Linked DNA regions of Mus musculus: region 1 is linked to region 2. A link is a contact called in public HiCAR-type data. All regions are on one chromosome and are shown on one strand. The core of a region is the stretch at or near the end of the contact, and the rest is flanking DNA. Distances in the headings are between cores, read along the strand shown.

The links. HiCAR-type assays count read pairs that join an accessible place to other places.
Region 1: a HiCAR-type map of astrocytes shows a contact between it and region 2, with 5 times the contacts expected there. The contact joins the promoter of Cadm1 here to the promoter of 4930448E22Rik in region 2. A contact is called at or near these places in 1 of 39 promoter capture datasets (hippocampal neurons), 2 of 484 Hi-C or Micro-C datasets (both in embryonic stem cells) and 8 of 115 datasets of contacts at active chromatin or transcription factors (VIP interneurons, astrocytes, differentiating embryonic stem cells and 5 more).

Annotation. Positions count from the first base shown.
Region 1 is chr9:47,525,200-47,532,535 of GRCm38.p6, forward strand. Cadm1 (cell adhesion molecule 1) reads left to right here and starts at 5,153. Exons shown (of 11, transcript NM_207675.2): 1 at 5,153-5,306. The coding sequence starts at 5,174. Gm22286 (a small nuclear RNA gene) reads right to left here and starts at 523; the gene lies at 417-523.
Region 2 is chr9:46,326,717-46,333,667 of GRCm38.p6, forward strand. It overlaps 4930448E22Rik (a long non-coding RNA gene), which reads right to left and starts at 4,077. Exons shown (of 4, transcript XR_379345.4): 1 at 4,014-4,077; 2 at 2,027-2,815; 3 at 936-1,383; 4 at 1-586. Gm39329 (a long non-coding RNA gene) reads left to right here and starts at 2,249. Exons shown (of 2, transcript XR_870704.3): 1 at 2,249-3,043; 2 at 4,310-4,919.

The DNA.
Region 1 (7,336 bases), core at 3,903-6,402, 1.2 Mb after region 2:
GACACTAACTTGCATAAGAGATGGGTGTGCTTATTCATATTTACGTAAAAACTTGGACCTTAGCTGAATATTTGATATTGGAGGACACAGGATTCAATACTTTTCTGAGTGGATTGATAGTGCCAACAAATAATTGTCAAAACAGAGAATCCTGGTTTGTAAAGAAATGTAGCATAAAATGGCAGAAGTATGTCTAGGGCTACTTTGTAAACTATTTTAAATCCTGCTCGATTTTCAAATTATTTGGATGATTTTAAGATAATTTTTTTTCAATTTTTTATTAGATATTTTCTTCATTTACATTTCAAATGCTATCCTGAAAGTCCCCTATTCCCTCTCTCCGCCCTGCTCCCCTACCCACCCACTCCCACTTCTTGGCCTTGGCGTTCCCCTGTACTGGGGCACATAAAGTTTGCAAAAATATGGAACACTTCATGAATTTGCGTGTCATCCTTGCACAGGGGCCATGCTAATCTTCTCTGTATCGTTCCAATTTTAGTATATGTGCTGCTGAAGCGAGCACTTAAGATAAAATTTTAAGTCATCAATTCAAACAGTAATTTTTAAACACAAACATTGTAACCCAGGACAATCCAAGGATGTATTAATTCAAGACATGCTGAGGAATGACTGTAGGAAAATGTAAACGGTCTTTGTTTCTCATACTTAAACCATCATGCTTCTGTTAGCGCAAAAAAGCAATGCCCTGTAAGTTGTGGCTTGTGGTGGTTTTGAACTTGACCTCAGGTGTTCCTGGCAGGGTTTGCTGACATTGCACAGTGTATGTGTTGTGTGTCAGAGCCAAGGTTGCAGTGACGTCGCACAGGGCAACAACAGTAAGAGCTGTCAGAAACACCTCAAATTCATCACATTTGGGTCTTGAGTTACTTTTTGATTGTTGCATGTTTAAAAAACTCACTGTGGCCAGTTTTTAAAATGACATCTACATAACTCCATGATGGGCCATAAACCATAATTTAAGAAGCTAGAGCTTGAAACAACACAAACTTATTTTCCTTCCATTCTTAAAGTCTAGACCAGTTCTCATCCTTCCTAATGCTACATATCTGGAATATGGAACCATAAAATTACATTTATTGCTACTTCATAGCTATAATTTTGGTACTGTTGTGAACTGTAATGTAAATATCTCTGTTTTTTCAGTGGTCTTAGGTGACTCCTATGCCACTTGACCACCTCCCCTCTTGCAAGGGGGTCACAACCCATAGGTTGAGAACCACTGGTTTAGAAGTTTTAAGTCTAAGTCATGATGCAAGAATCGCTCTACTCTAGTGAGCATCCTCTTCTTGATTTGCCAGGCCAACCTGTCACTGGGAGTGTACCACATCCCCTTGGTGTATGCTCATAGAACTCTGTTGTCTCTTTCTTCTTAGCAGGCTTTAACAACACCATGGATGCCTTAGCCTTATGTTCTCAACTAAACTTAATTACCTCTCAAAGGGCCCGTCACCAAATAGTATTGTGCTGGGGCTTTGAGTTTCACTGTAGGAAGTGTGTGTGTGTGTATGTGTTTGTGCGTGCTCTCGAGCATTAGAGGTCACAATCTGTAACATGGATTAAAACACTTTTCTATGAATATTTAAACAATCCAGTAGCTGGGCAAATGGTGACTCCAACTACTGTTTTCCTTTTCTTAATAATTTGTCTGAGTTGCTCTTATACATGGGTATTAAAATAATTAGCATTTTAAGAGGCAAAATGTTACTAGTTGCCATTAATTATCTCTGATATATTTCCACAAACATGAGTCTCCTTTAATGCTTATTTTTTATATATGTTTATCCACATTTCTCAACTGTTTTGGTGATAGCAAACAATATTCTCTCTCTCTTCTCTCTGGTTTCTCATTAAAAGAGAGAGAAAGAAAAGAAAACACACACCTCCCCCATACCCACCCACCCACCAACACACCCACCCACTCACACACACACCCACACACACACACACACACACACACACACACACACACACACACACACACAGAGAGAGAGAGAGAGAGAGAGAGAGAGAGAGACTAGGGCTTTGGTACTTCTGGCACTTCGCTCTAACACAAGTTGTGCCCAGATTGTAATTCTGATAAGTATTTCAGTTCTTTCTTGAAAAAAAAATTAAATTCACAAAACAATTGATTATCAGTTATAAATGGCAAAAACACCATCTGGTTTTTAAAATTGGTTCAATCCATGTAGCGAGGGGAAAATGCTGGAAGTTGTTCCTGGCGATGAGTTCTAGTCCGCGGAGCAGAAAATGACGCGCTTTACTATGAGAAAGCCAGGCTAGTCATAACTTGTACTTAGCGGCTGTGGGAATTTGATGCGCTCCTCACATGTTCCATATGTTAAAATGCTTGGTGACATCTTTGGTGTGAAAGTGGGGAGGGGGTGGAAGGGGAGTACGGTTAGGGGATAGAGGAACAACAGCTTGCTCTGTCCAGGAGTCTCACCTCTGGTTCTCAGGAAGATCCTGGTGTGGAAGAAGAGGCTATCAGTCCTCAGTTTCCATACCTGGTAAAACTGGATGGGCTAACTTCCTCAACTTCTCCATGGCAGGTGGCATTTCTGAGGAAATTTTTAAAGGCGTTTGCATTCTTCCAGTGAGGTAAGCCACACAGCATTGGCATTTCCTATAGAAATGTCCCATGTTGTTCTTTGCCAACTGGAAATTTGAGTAGGTGTTCATTTGATGTGCCAAGAGAATGAAGGGAGACGAAAACACTCCACATCTTCCAATGTCCCCCATACTGCGTGCTGAGAGTGGGAGGACTCGGGCCTGGCTAGATTCTCTTGGAGCCTCAGCCTCAGGAGCAATGCTTTTCCTTAGGAGTCTGCTGCAATCCTGTTATTTTCAAAAAACGTTTCTGGGTTGCTGGCATATTTTCACCTTATGTTAAAAATACAGCTCTCCTTTGCTTATTATTCATGCATCATGATGTGAAATGTATTCCTTCACTTAACACATATTTATTGAGGCACAGTGCAGCATCGTGGTTAGTTGTGAAGGCTCTGCCTCTCTGTCTGCAATTAGAAATTGTGATTTTTTTTAAAAGGCTGGTGCTTAATTTTTCTAACCATGCTATATTTAAAAAAATGGGGAAAATAAATAGTATCAATTTTGAAGGTAGTTTCAGAGACTAAAGAAGATTGTGCACAAGAATTTCTTGATAAGAACTCAAGGTCACAATAGTCCTTTGTTAACTATAAACTTGATATCAGCTCAAGGTCTTTATAGTAGCAGTACTATAAAGAATAGTGAATATTGTTGAGTGTCCGGCTCTGTACTGTTGTGGCTGACATATAGGATCTGACTTTGCAGTCCGTCCTGTCCTGTTGTCAGAATAAACAGTCTCTGAGTTTTTCATTCTGATTTTGGTAGAAATCTGCTTTGTATCACGTCTAATCTAGGTAGTTTCACTTCTGGCTTTTGCAGACTGGGCATTATCCTGGCGGTCACATGGTGTTGGTTTTCTGCCTCGTATACTGTGATTTGCCTACTGGAGCTTTCTCCACTTCTGGAGGACTGCTTGCAGTTCGTGCATTGGGGCCTGTAATTACAGAGCAGAAGATCCAGGGATGTGGAGACAGGGCAGTTTCGAAAATTAGTTTATGCATAATGGATAATATGAGGCTGCTTTAATGTGTAACTCATTTGATGGGTTGGCCGATCTTAACTTCCTTTTGATATTTATTTATTTATTTTTAATTTATTTGCAACATGAGGACAGAGGGCTTGGTACAGCTCTTCTAGACTATAGTTCAGATTCAGCAATTTACATTCAGTAATCTCTTGGTCATTTAGCCACATATAATTTGTCATGGTTTGTTTTAGCTGTTGTGATATTGATATTTATTATGCAAATTGTATTTCCTACATCTTATTGTTCTGCATTCTATGAATACTTAAATTATTATAAACCTTTACACTTAATACGGCTCGTCCTTCAATTTGATGCTTGAGCAACAGAGGGTCAGAGCACACACGGTCTTCTAGAGGGAAAGAAAATAAGTAATTAAAAGGCAGACAAACAAGAGAGCCGGCTGCCTTGTTGAAAAGAAATCAAAGATAATTTCGGGGAGGGAGGAAGTGTGTCCAGAGATGCATGCAAGTCCCGTCAGCGGGAGAACCTCTCTGAGACACAACTAAAGTGAGGACCTGTTGGTCTCTAGATGCCTTAGAAAGGACTGGAAGCATAGGAGAGAAGGGAATTGAACCGAGCCCTGGAAGAGGAACTCGACTGACTCTATCACTGCCTCGGTTCCCTACATTCCCTTCCCCACGACCCTGACCGGTAGATTTTTTTTTTTTTTGCTTTTGTGTGCGTGTAATCTTAAATATTCCATATTACTTATATGCTATAATCTACTAAACATGGGAAGGACACTTCCAACAAGCTGGGAAGCCTGAGCACACCCACCTTGATTTACCTTTCCCCAGAATCTACAGCCAAACATCCACTTGAAAATCCCAGAACCCCGACTCCACAGCTTCAGTCTTCCAACTATCCCCTAGTCTGCCGCTAGGCTGTTGAGCGGGCTCTCCTGCTCCGCCGGACGTGCAAAGCACGCATGCACTTCTCTCAGATTGTTTTGTCAATCCGGGGACCTGCATTCGCACTCTCCACTCCCGGGTTTCCCAAAGATCTTATTCCTTCGTGCAAGGTGAGGGAAAGGAAATTTTGTAACGTATGACTTCGATAGGCCGATGCCCACGCAGTGCCCCGGCCCAGGAATCTCGCGGTCAGACTCTCCGACCAGGAGTCCGCCGCGGCGAGTGGCGTAAAGGTTCCTAGTAAAGGTGCACGAAAGCGAGAGACCCGCCTCCTGAAGCCGCAACCCCCTCCCCAGCCACCGAGCCGGACGCGGGCCAGTACAGGTTCTCCTCCTTCGGGGAAGCGAGGCCGAATTTTAACGTAAACATATTTGCATAGGCCCCGCCCCTCGGCCCCGCCCCTAGGTGGCGCGGGCGCGCGGCCGAACGCTAGCGCCAGGGGGCGGGGTGGGGGAGGGGGCTAGTTCTCGGAGAGCCGGGTTGGGCTCGAGGTGCCACGATTGGTCGCTCCTGACTCCGCCTCCAGCGCATCTCATTAGCATCTCATTAGCTGTCCGCTCGGGCTCGGGAGGCAGCCACCGCCGCCAGTCTGAGGCAGGTGCCCGACATGGCGAGTGCTGTGCTGCCGAGCGGATCCCAGTGTGCGGCGGCAGCGGCTGTGGCGGCGGCGGCGGCGCCTCCAGGGCTCCGGCTCCGGCTCCTGCTGTTGCTCCTTTCGGCCGCGGCACTGATCCCCACAGGTAGGTTGTGGGCACCCGCGGATTGGTCCCGAAAACCCCCCCGGGCACCCCCAGGAGCCGTAGCTATGGAAGGGGGGACGTTTCCATGACAACCTTCCCCCACTTCCTAAATCCAAAGCGGCGGGAGCGTGGCAAGGAAAGTCGGGGCTGCGATGGAAGGGGCCGAGGGGTCGGCGCCCCTTCTCTCCTATCCGCCGGCTGCGGATGGGCGCCCTCAGGGATGGCTGCACCCACACCTCTTCTTCCTGGCGTAGCGCGGGGTGCTGAGTGGAGTGGGCTCGGGGCCGGGGGCTAGCGCGTGGGGGGAAGGGGAGCCCTCGGAGGCGCCCCGAACCTTCCGGACCCTCCGAAACTCGCTCTCGTCCCTGGAACTTGCAGGTCCTCCTGTGTCCCTGGGCTAAGCTTTCGCCCCCTCCGTTCCAGCTCGCCCCCCCGATCGATTCTCCATTCCCCGAAGCTTTCTCCTTCGCGGGTCCCCAGGACATCCCCACCGTCGTGTCCTCTTCCCGGCTTGCCCGCGCTCTGCAGCCAGGTCCCCCGCCCGAGAGCTCTGCACGCCTCTCGTGTTTCCCTCCAGCCGAACGCTGCCCCTCGGCCCCCTCCGCTAGGCTGCGGGTCGGCTTGGCTGGAATCCAGGCAGGGAAAGTTCCCGGCTCGGGGGCGGCCGCTCGTCGCCGCCGCTGCAGGAGGGCTCTTGGAGCCCGCAGGTTGTCCGCGCCACCGAGGCCTCTGCCGCGAGTGGGGATCCGGGATTTCCCGGCTGCGCGTCCTTCGGGCAAGCGGCCCGCAGGTGGTGGCGGGGGCGTTCGCGGCCTCTGCGGCCCGGCGTGCGCCCTGCGGGCCTCGGGGCGCTCCCCGCGTGGCCGGCCGTCTTGAGAATCTGCCCGGGTGGCGGCGGCTCGGCGAGCGCCGCGCCTTCCCTGAAGACGCCGAGCGCTTGGCAGGAGCCCCGCGTGTGGCTGCCCCGGTGCGGGGCGCGTTGGCGCGGTCGCGAAAGAAGAGGGCAGTGTTTGCATTTGCTAACAAAAGGGAGCCGGAGCTCTTCCCCACCGGAGAGGCCGGCCGCGCTGCGACCGCCTTCCCGCCACCTCGCCGCTCTTGCCCGCCGCACGGTGTCCCCGTGCTGCTGTACCGCCTGCCGCTGCCTCCTGGCGACCGGCGGGACCGAGCTGCACCGGGCGGTGGCGAGAGGGCTTCTGCGCGAGGGGATGCGCTAGGGCTCTGTGCCTGCAAAACCCCTCGCAGCTCCGAGCTGCAGGACCTGGGAGCAACAAGTGGTGGAGGATGCTGCGAGCTCATCCCCCACCTGCGGAGCCCCCAGCCCGGGAGGATGCAGCGCTGGGCCAGCCAGCCTGCGGTTCCGGGGGCGCCTTTCTGCTTGGGTTGTGTCTTTTGTTTACACGCTAGAGGACACATAGTTATGTAAACACCGCAGGAGACGTGCTGTTGGGGGGTGGGTGGGGGTGCTTGGGAGTGCTAGCTTCGGATTTTAGGGGATGCCAGGTTGGTTGATTTGACACCCCCACCCCCATTATAAAATAGGCTTGCGGAGGAACTCGGCTTGAAGAACCAATTGAGGTTCTAAGGGTGGGATCCTGGCAGCACCTTCCATTCCAGCTTGAGAATTTTGTCTTCCATGCTACGTTCTGTCTCCGGATGTTTATATGTTTTTCTTCTGTGAATTCTTAATTTATGAGTTACAAGATAATTAGGTTTAACCGAAGCCGGTGTGGTTACAACTTAATTTCTGGTGATGCCACTGACTGGAAGGGTTCGATAGAGTGTTCCCGAAAGAGATCCCTCGTGCTGCATTGTAAAAAGCGCCAGTGTCAGTTAAACGTGAGCGTGAGTAAAGGCTGGGTAACTGGCGCATTACAGAGGCAACAATAGACTTGTATTGGCTGCAGAACCAAGGGTGGGGGAGGGAAGCGCTGGCCCGGGATATTGCTTTTCGACTAAAAATGGGAGCCATGCAATGCCACTAAACCAGCAGAGTAGGATTAGATTCTGCCTCCCTTGTCAAGCCTGCT
Region 2 (6,951 bases), core at 2,827-5,326:
AAACAAAAGGCAGGACTTAACTGCAGTATAGCTGTTGCTTCTTAACTCTTTGTCTGCTGTGTAGAACCAGGGACATACTTGGCCTCTACATGTTGAAAAAGGAAAGGGGACTGGTGAGGCAGCTCAGCAAGTAGACCCTGCCATGCAGTCCTGACAACCTGAGTTTGATCCAGGATCCCACAAGGGGGCAGAAGAGACGTGACTCCTGGTTTTCTTTCTTTTCCTCCCAGTCAGATCACCCAGCCCTTCTCCAACTATACATGAAGGAACCTATCTTTTGTACATAAAAAGACATATGAGTAAGTACACATACACACACACACACACACATACGCACACACATGCGCACACACATGCGCACACACACGCACACAGGGAGACAATTTTGGAACTGAGAACATCATCAAAAAGTAGAGTGCATTTATCGTTATGAAACTATCTCAGCAGGGCTATGGTGACGGCTCAGTAGGTAGAGGTCTTTGCTGCCAAACATGACGGTTCTTGCCTCCAAACCCTGACAACGTGAGTTCAATCTCTTGGCCCCTCATGGTGGAAGGAGAGAAGTCCTCTGATCTTCATGCGAGTGCTGTGGTATACACACAAATAAGTAAATAACAAGTTTTTTTATTATTATTATTATTTGTTTTGGTTTTGGTTTTTCGAGACAGGGTTTCTCTGTATAGTCCTGGCTGTCCTGGAACTCACTCTGTAGACCAGGCTGGCCTCGAACTCAGAAATTCGCCTGCCTCTGCCTCCCAAGTGCTGGGATTAAAGGTGTGCACTACCACGCCCGGCTATTATTATTATTATTATTATTATTATTATTATTATAAGAAAAACCCCAAACTCTTAACTCTCCACTCTTTTCACTGATAGAAACTTGTTCCAGGGCTTGTGTCTGATCGCAACCTCCTGCCTAAGAGCTATAGATTCACCTAAGCGTTTCTAGCAGACTGGCTTGAAGCAGGACTCAAGGGCACAGTATATGGCGCTCTGGCTCTAGTGGCAAACTTGGCTTTAATGTTTTGTTCCATGAGGTTGTCTCATCCAAGTGACTGTTGTATAGGATTCACATTTGAGAAAGTTCTATGGTCCCGCAGGTACAGCACCTCCTAGAAAGCGGTTGGCTTTTTCTTCTCTGTCGTCCCAGAAGAGCCAGGATGCTTGCTCGAGCGCCCCCTGGAGCATGGGCGTGTAGGTTCATGAGCAGAGAGTTGGCTGCAGGTTCCCAGGCTTGGCCCGGTGTGAGCCACGGGGGCCTTATCTTGCCATTAATGGTTTTCTAAATTGGTGGCAGTGGAGCAAAAAACCCAATTTGCGCCTGGAGCACGCTGATTACTATTGTAATAACCTCCGCTAATAAGAATATGATGTGGGGCTAGGCTGCGAGAGAAAACACATTTCTCATTAGCTCTTGATTAATTACTCTACATAATTCTTAGTTGTGGTGGCCAAGGGGGTGGGTGTCGCCATCTCTTAGCCTCACTTTAACCCCAGCATCTAGTGGGTGTGGGGTTCTCGTGGTTGCTGGCAGCCACCGGGAGGGGCGGTTCCTACTCCTCTCCTCTCCACACTCTCTCTCCTCACCTCCCTTCCCTGTCTTCTCTCATTGCTCCTTCTCCAGCACTGTTTCCTTCTCCTGTTTCTCTTTCAATCCCCCCCCCCCCCGGTTCTTTCGCTCTCTCCCACGCCCCCTTTTGAAGTCACCTATATCTAAGGCTGCCTTCGAACTCACTATACATGTGGCCATGGATGATCTTGAACTCCTGATCCTCCTCCCGCCTCTTTAAGTGCTGGGATCGCATGTGTGTATCGTCATGACAGGTTTTATTTGGTGCCAGCATCTACTGACCCGATCTACACCTGGGGCTCACCATCTGCACTATAGCTTCCCCTCAGCCTTTTCTTTATCTTCAGAGGAGTCTGCGTGGGCATTGGGGAGAAGGGTCATTGAGTGTTCCCTCTGCCAGAGGGGCCTGTGGGAGCAAGCAGGAACTGTCTCCGGGGTTCCTGGCGCCATCCTTACGTTGTCATCCCGCTGTTCCACCACGACCCTTCCTTGCCACTTCTGACATTTCACGGGCCATTGTTTGAGGCCTAATTGCCTGCCAGTGCGATCCGCTCGCACCTCCCTCCAGCCATCTGGTCCATGGCTCCTGCTGTTCACCGCGACAGCTAGGCCGAGAACAAAACAGTGAGCCCCGGGCGGTGCTGCAGCTCTTTGTGCGCGCGCGCGCCAAACTGCCGTAGTGTATTGTCTTCTCCGGGGACATCAGGCCTGTTACTAAGATGGGTCCGGTGGGCCAAGGGACACACAGAGCCTTCATAGCGACGAGGCAAACCCAAACTTGGTTGGCAAACCCAAGGTCCTGCAGGATGCAGGAAAACCGGGAAGACCAGCACTGCACGGTCACCTCCCTGTCCTTCTCCAGTCAGTGCCCGCACCCCTCTCCTCTCCCATCCTCTGACTCCTTCCACGGCCTCTTACCCCTCCAGGCAAGAGGAACTCTCGCTAGAGAGCCATGTAAAAATAGATGTATTTCTGGATACTCAGCGAGCCTGAAAAACGGCTGAGGCAGAGTCTGCTCCGCTGACAGAAGATCTATGTGCCGAATTCCTCTTCAAAATCTATTTCTCCGGAGATTTATTTTTGCAGGGCTCTGGCGAGCCAGGGGAAGTTCACAGCACCAGGGCACTGCGCGGCCGCTGCTTCCCGCCTGCGCCGGACCTCCTTCCTGGTGACTGTTTCCTGGAGTGAGCAGTGATCGAATTAGGAGGCTGCTGATAGGCCCGGTCAGGAGCTGAAAAGTCAGGGCTGAAATGCAAGAGAGATTTGAATGGCAAAAAGGTCATTCTCTTGCCGTACCCTGGCGGGGTCGGAAGCCTGTGAGACACAGCACGACACCCATCCCTGCGGCTGGGAAAATAAGTGATGGCTATATTTATGTCTCCATCTAAATGCATGGATCAAAGCAGACACTTTAATCTATTCAACAACAGCCGGAGGATTAAAAAGTTGCAGGCAAATCACACTCTTAAATTGGTAATATATTTTTGCTTGTCACTTCACAAATCATTTTACAGAGTGACTCCAGGCCTGATGGGAGATCTGAGGACTTGAACTTAGCTCATGAATCTGGAGAGACTCAGCCCCCTCCCAGCTGTGGCAGGAATCACCTCGTTTGCTCGACTTTCCTGGGCTCCGGCTGCAGTGGATTAACGTGGGGGTCATCGGGCTCAGGGTCACCCTGACAAATCTCTCCTTTTTAAAAGACTTAATTTACTTTTAATTAATGTGTACTGCGTATCGGTGTGGGTTCACAATATGCATGCAGTTTCTAACGGAGGCCAGAAGAGGGCATCCGATTCTTTGAGGCGGGAGTTACAGGCATTTTCATGCGGGGGTGGGGGTGGGGGTGGGGGTGGGGGAGGGGCATGTGGTTATAGGGAATTGAACTCATGTCCTCTGGAAGAGCAGCAACCACTCAACTACTAAGCAATCTTTCTGTCCTTAGACAAGTGCATCTCAGTTCACCCCCGTTATGACAGAGAAGCTGGGCGACACCGTTGCCCTCTCTTTTACGGTCAGGAGACAAGACAGGTGGCTTGCCCAGGCCATCGTACGTAACATGTGGGAGTGGGTGCAAAGCCAGCGGTTTGGACTCTAAGAACAGCGGCACTAGTTCCAGCCCTTCTGCTGGAGCAGCTGGGAGAGAGCGCACGAATCCTTCTCTCTCCTCGAGAGCCCAGGCAGGGTAGCAGAGAGGAGCTAAGTCTCTTTGTCCCAGGTCCTTTGCTCCCCAGCTTCATCTGTCAAATGGGGGGTACTGAGGAGCCACCTCCTGGGGTGAGCGATGAGATGTCGAGGGAGCGTCTTAGCACACTCCTTGACACAAACTAAGAACTCAAATTTGCACTGAACTCTGAAACTCAAGGTGGAGGGAGAGGAGCTCACAGCAGGACTTCTGGCGGGTGGGGGAGGAGCTTAACCATTCCGTCAGAGAGTAAGTTACCCTCTTCAGCAGACTGGGCTGTGAGAAGAGTTGACCTACACAGCCTAGCTGCTTTTCTCCTTGCTCGGTCATGGGATCAGTTGATTGTGACGGCTACAAAAATACTGCACAAACGCAACTTAGGAAAGGAAGGGTGTGTTTTAGCTCAGGGTGCTAGGGGAGACAGTCCTTCCCTAGTGGGAAAGTCACACCAGCACGGACAGAAGAAGCCAACGTTCACGCTGTGTCTCTAGTTAAGAAGTAGAAAGAGATGAAAGCATGTGCTCACTCATGTTCTCCTTTTTATTCAATCCCAGAAAGCATATCACAGAATGGCCCCAGCCCATGGAAGGACCCCAGCCATGGAAGGACCCCAGCCCATGGAAGGACCCCAGCCATGGAAGGACCCCAGCCATGGAAGGACCCCAGCCATGGAAGGACCCCAGCCATGGAAGGACCCCAGCCCATGGAATGACTCCAGTCCATGGGAGGACCCCAGCCCATGGGAGGACCCCAGCCCATGGAAGGACCCCAGCCCATGGAATGACCCCAGCCCATGGAATGACCTCAGCCCATGGAAGGACCCCAGCCATGGAAGGACCCCAGCCCATGGAAGGACCCCAGCCCATGGAAGGACCCCAGCCATGGAAGGACCCCAGCCATGGAAGGACCCCAGCCCATGGAAGGACCCCAGCCCATGGAATGACTCCAGCCCATGGGAGGACCCCAGCCATGGGAGGACCCCAGCCAATGGAAGGACCCCAGCCCATGGAATGACCCCAGCCCATGGAATGACCCCAGCCCATGGAAGGACCTCAGGCCATGGAGTGACCCCAGCCCATGGAAGGAATGGTGTTGCCCACACTTAGGCTGGGTCTTCCAACTCCCTTAACCTAATGTAGATAATCCCTCACTGATGTGACCAGAGATTTGTTTCCATGGTGATTCTAAAGCCCATCGAGTAGACAATCAAGATTAGCCACCACAGTCTCTGAGGACAAGATGCCTGCATGCAGAAGTGTCTCTCCCTATGCCATCTAAGATGGCTGCCAGATAACTGTGAACTTAATTATAATGTCATCCCCACACTAAACGACATACTCCAGTGTCTTGACAGTTGACAATTGCTGTGATGACAACTAGAAAGAACCATCCAAGGAGCCAAAGGAGGTGGCCCCAGAATTCCTGGGAAAGCTCTATCCACTCCCAGAAGACACACACAATTCCCTCCATTACCAGCCTGTTGCTCACCCTCATTTTGTCTTACCTGGAGCTATAACTTCTGGATCCCCAGCATCTAGAGCAGTTGATTTTAGAGCATATTGCCTGCTTCTCCTGCTCTTGACCAAGAGTTAGTCTCCTTTGGTCTCATGCTTGGTCTTTTTTTTTTATGATAATTTTTTTAATTAGGTATTTTCCTCATTTACATTTCCAATGCTATCCCAAAAGTCCCCCATACCCCTCCCCCCACTCCCCTACCCACCCACTCCCACTTTTTGGCCCTGGTGTTCCCCTGTACTGGGGCATATAAAGTTTGCATGACCAATGGGCCTCTTTTTCCAGTGATGGCCGACTAGGCCATCTTTTGATACATATGCAGCTAGAGACAAGAGCTCCGGGGTACTGGTTAGTTCATATTGTTGTTCCACCTATAGGGTTGCAGTTCCCTTTAGCTCCTTGGGTATTTTCTCTAGCTCCTCTATCGATGCTTGGTCTTGTAGTTGGTTCTGTGAGGTGAAAAGGATCCAGTTGGAAACTGATGACATTTGATTTGCTCTAGGTAGTTCCAATAGAGACAACTGTATCTTTGCATTTCTTGTTTATATATAGATATGTTTATTAGTGTGTGTATTGTGTTTGTGGTATACTCACACACGTATACACAGGTACACACACAGGTCAAAGGTGGGTGCCAACTGTCCTCTAGCACTCTGCTTTGCTCCTTTGAGGCAGGGTTTCTCCTCAAACCCAGAGCTCAAAGTTTTCAGTCAGTCTGGCTGACATCATGCCCAGGGATTCTCCTGTGTCCGCCTTACCACCTTCACAGTTTGGGATGACAGGTATGCAGGCAGGAGACCAAGCCTGGCTTGTTATGGGTGGGTGATGAGATCTAAACTCAGGTCCTCGTGTTTGTGCAACAAGTCCTTTTAGCCACTGAACCCTCTCTAGCTTCAACTGGATCGTTAAGGAGGCAGATAGGTCTCAGGTAATGAGAGCCAAAGAGGGCACAGTAAACTCACCGGAGCGGGTTTAGAGTTGTTTCATGATCCCTTCTAAGCAGGAGAACCAACAGTTCCAAGAGTAGTAGAGTCGGCTCACCATTCTCTCTGTGGTGTGTGTGTGTGTGTGTGTGTGTGTGTGTGTGTGTGTGTGTGTACAAGAGGAGTCAGGTATTAGCATTGGATGTCATTTTGTGTATGTTCTGATTCGCTTATTATTTATTTGTATGTGTGTGTGCCTGCATGTTTGTAGGTGCTCAAGGGGCGGAGGGTCCCTGGGAACTGGAGTTACAGGTGTGGTTAGCCACCTGGTATGGGTGCTTGAACTGAACTCTGAGTCTCGACAAGAGCTGTAAGTACTCTTAGCTACCTCTCCAGCCTCACTACCTTGCTTTTTGGACCTCACCAATTAGGCTATGGCGGCTGGCTAGTGAGTGGACCTCAGGGATCCACCTTAATCTGTCCTTCTGAGTGCTGGCATTAGAAAAGTGCCAAGCCCTGTGTGACTTCTGGGAGTCAAACTCAGGTTCTCTTTCTCACGAGGCAGGGCTTTTGTTGACTATGTATCTCTCTAGCTTTGTTTCTTTAGAGACAGGGTCTATGTACATAGCCCTGGCTGTCCAGGGACTAATTATGTAGACCAAGCTGGCCTGGAACTCATAAGATCTGCCTGCTTCTGCCTTCTAAGTGCACCACCATGGTGGGACAGCTCCCTGGTTTATTTCACTCATTTTCTCTTT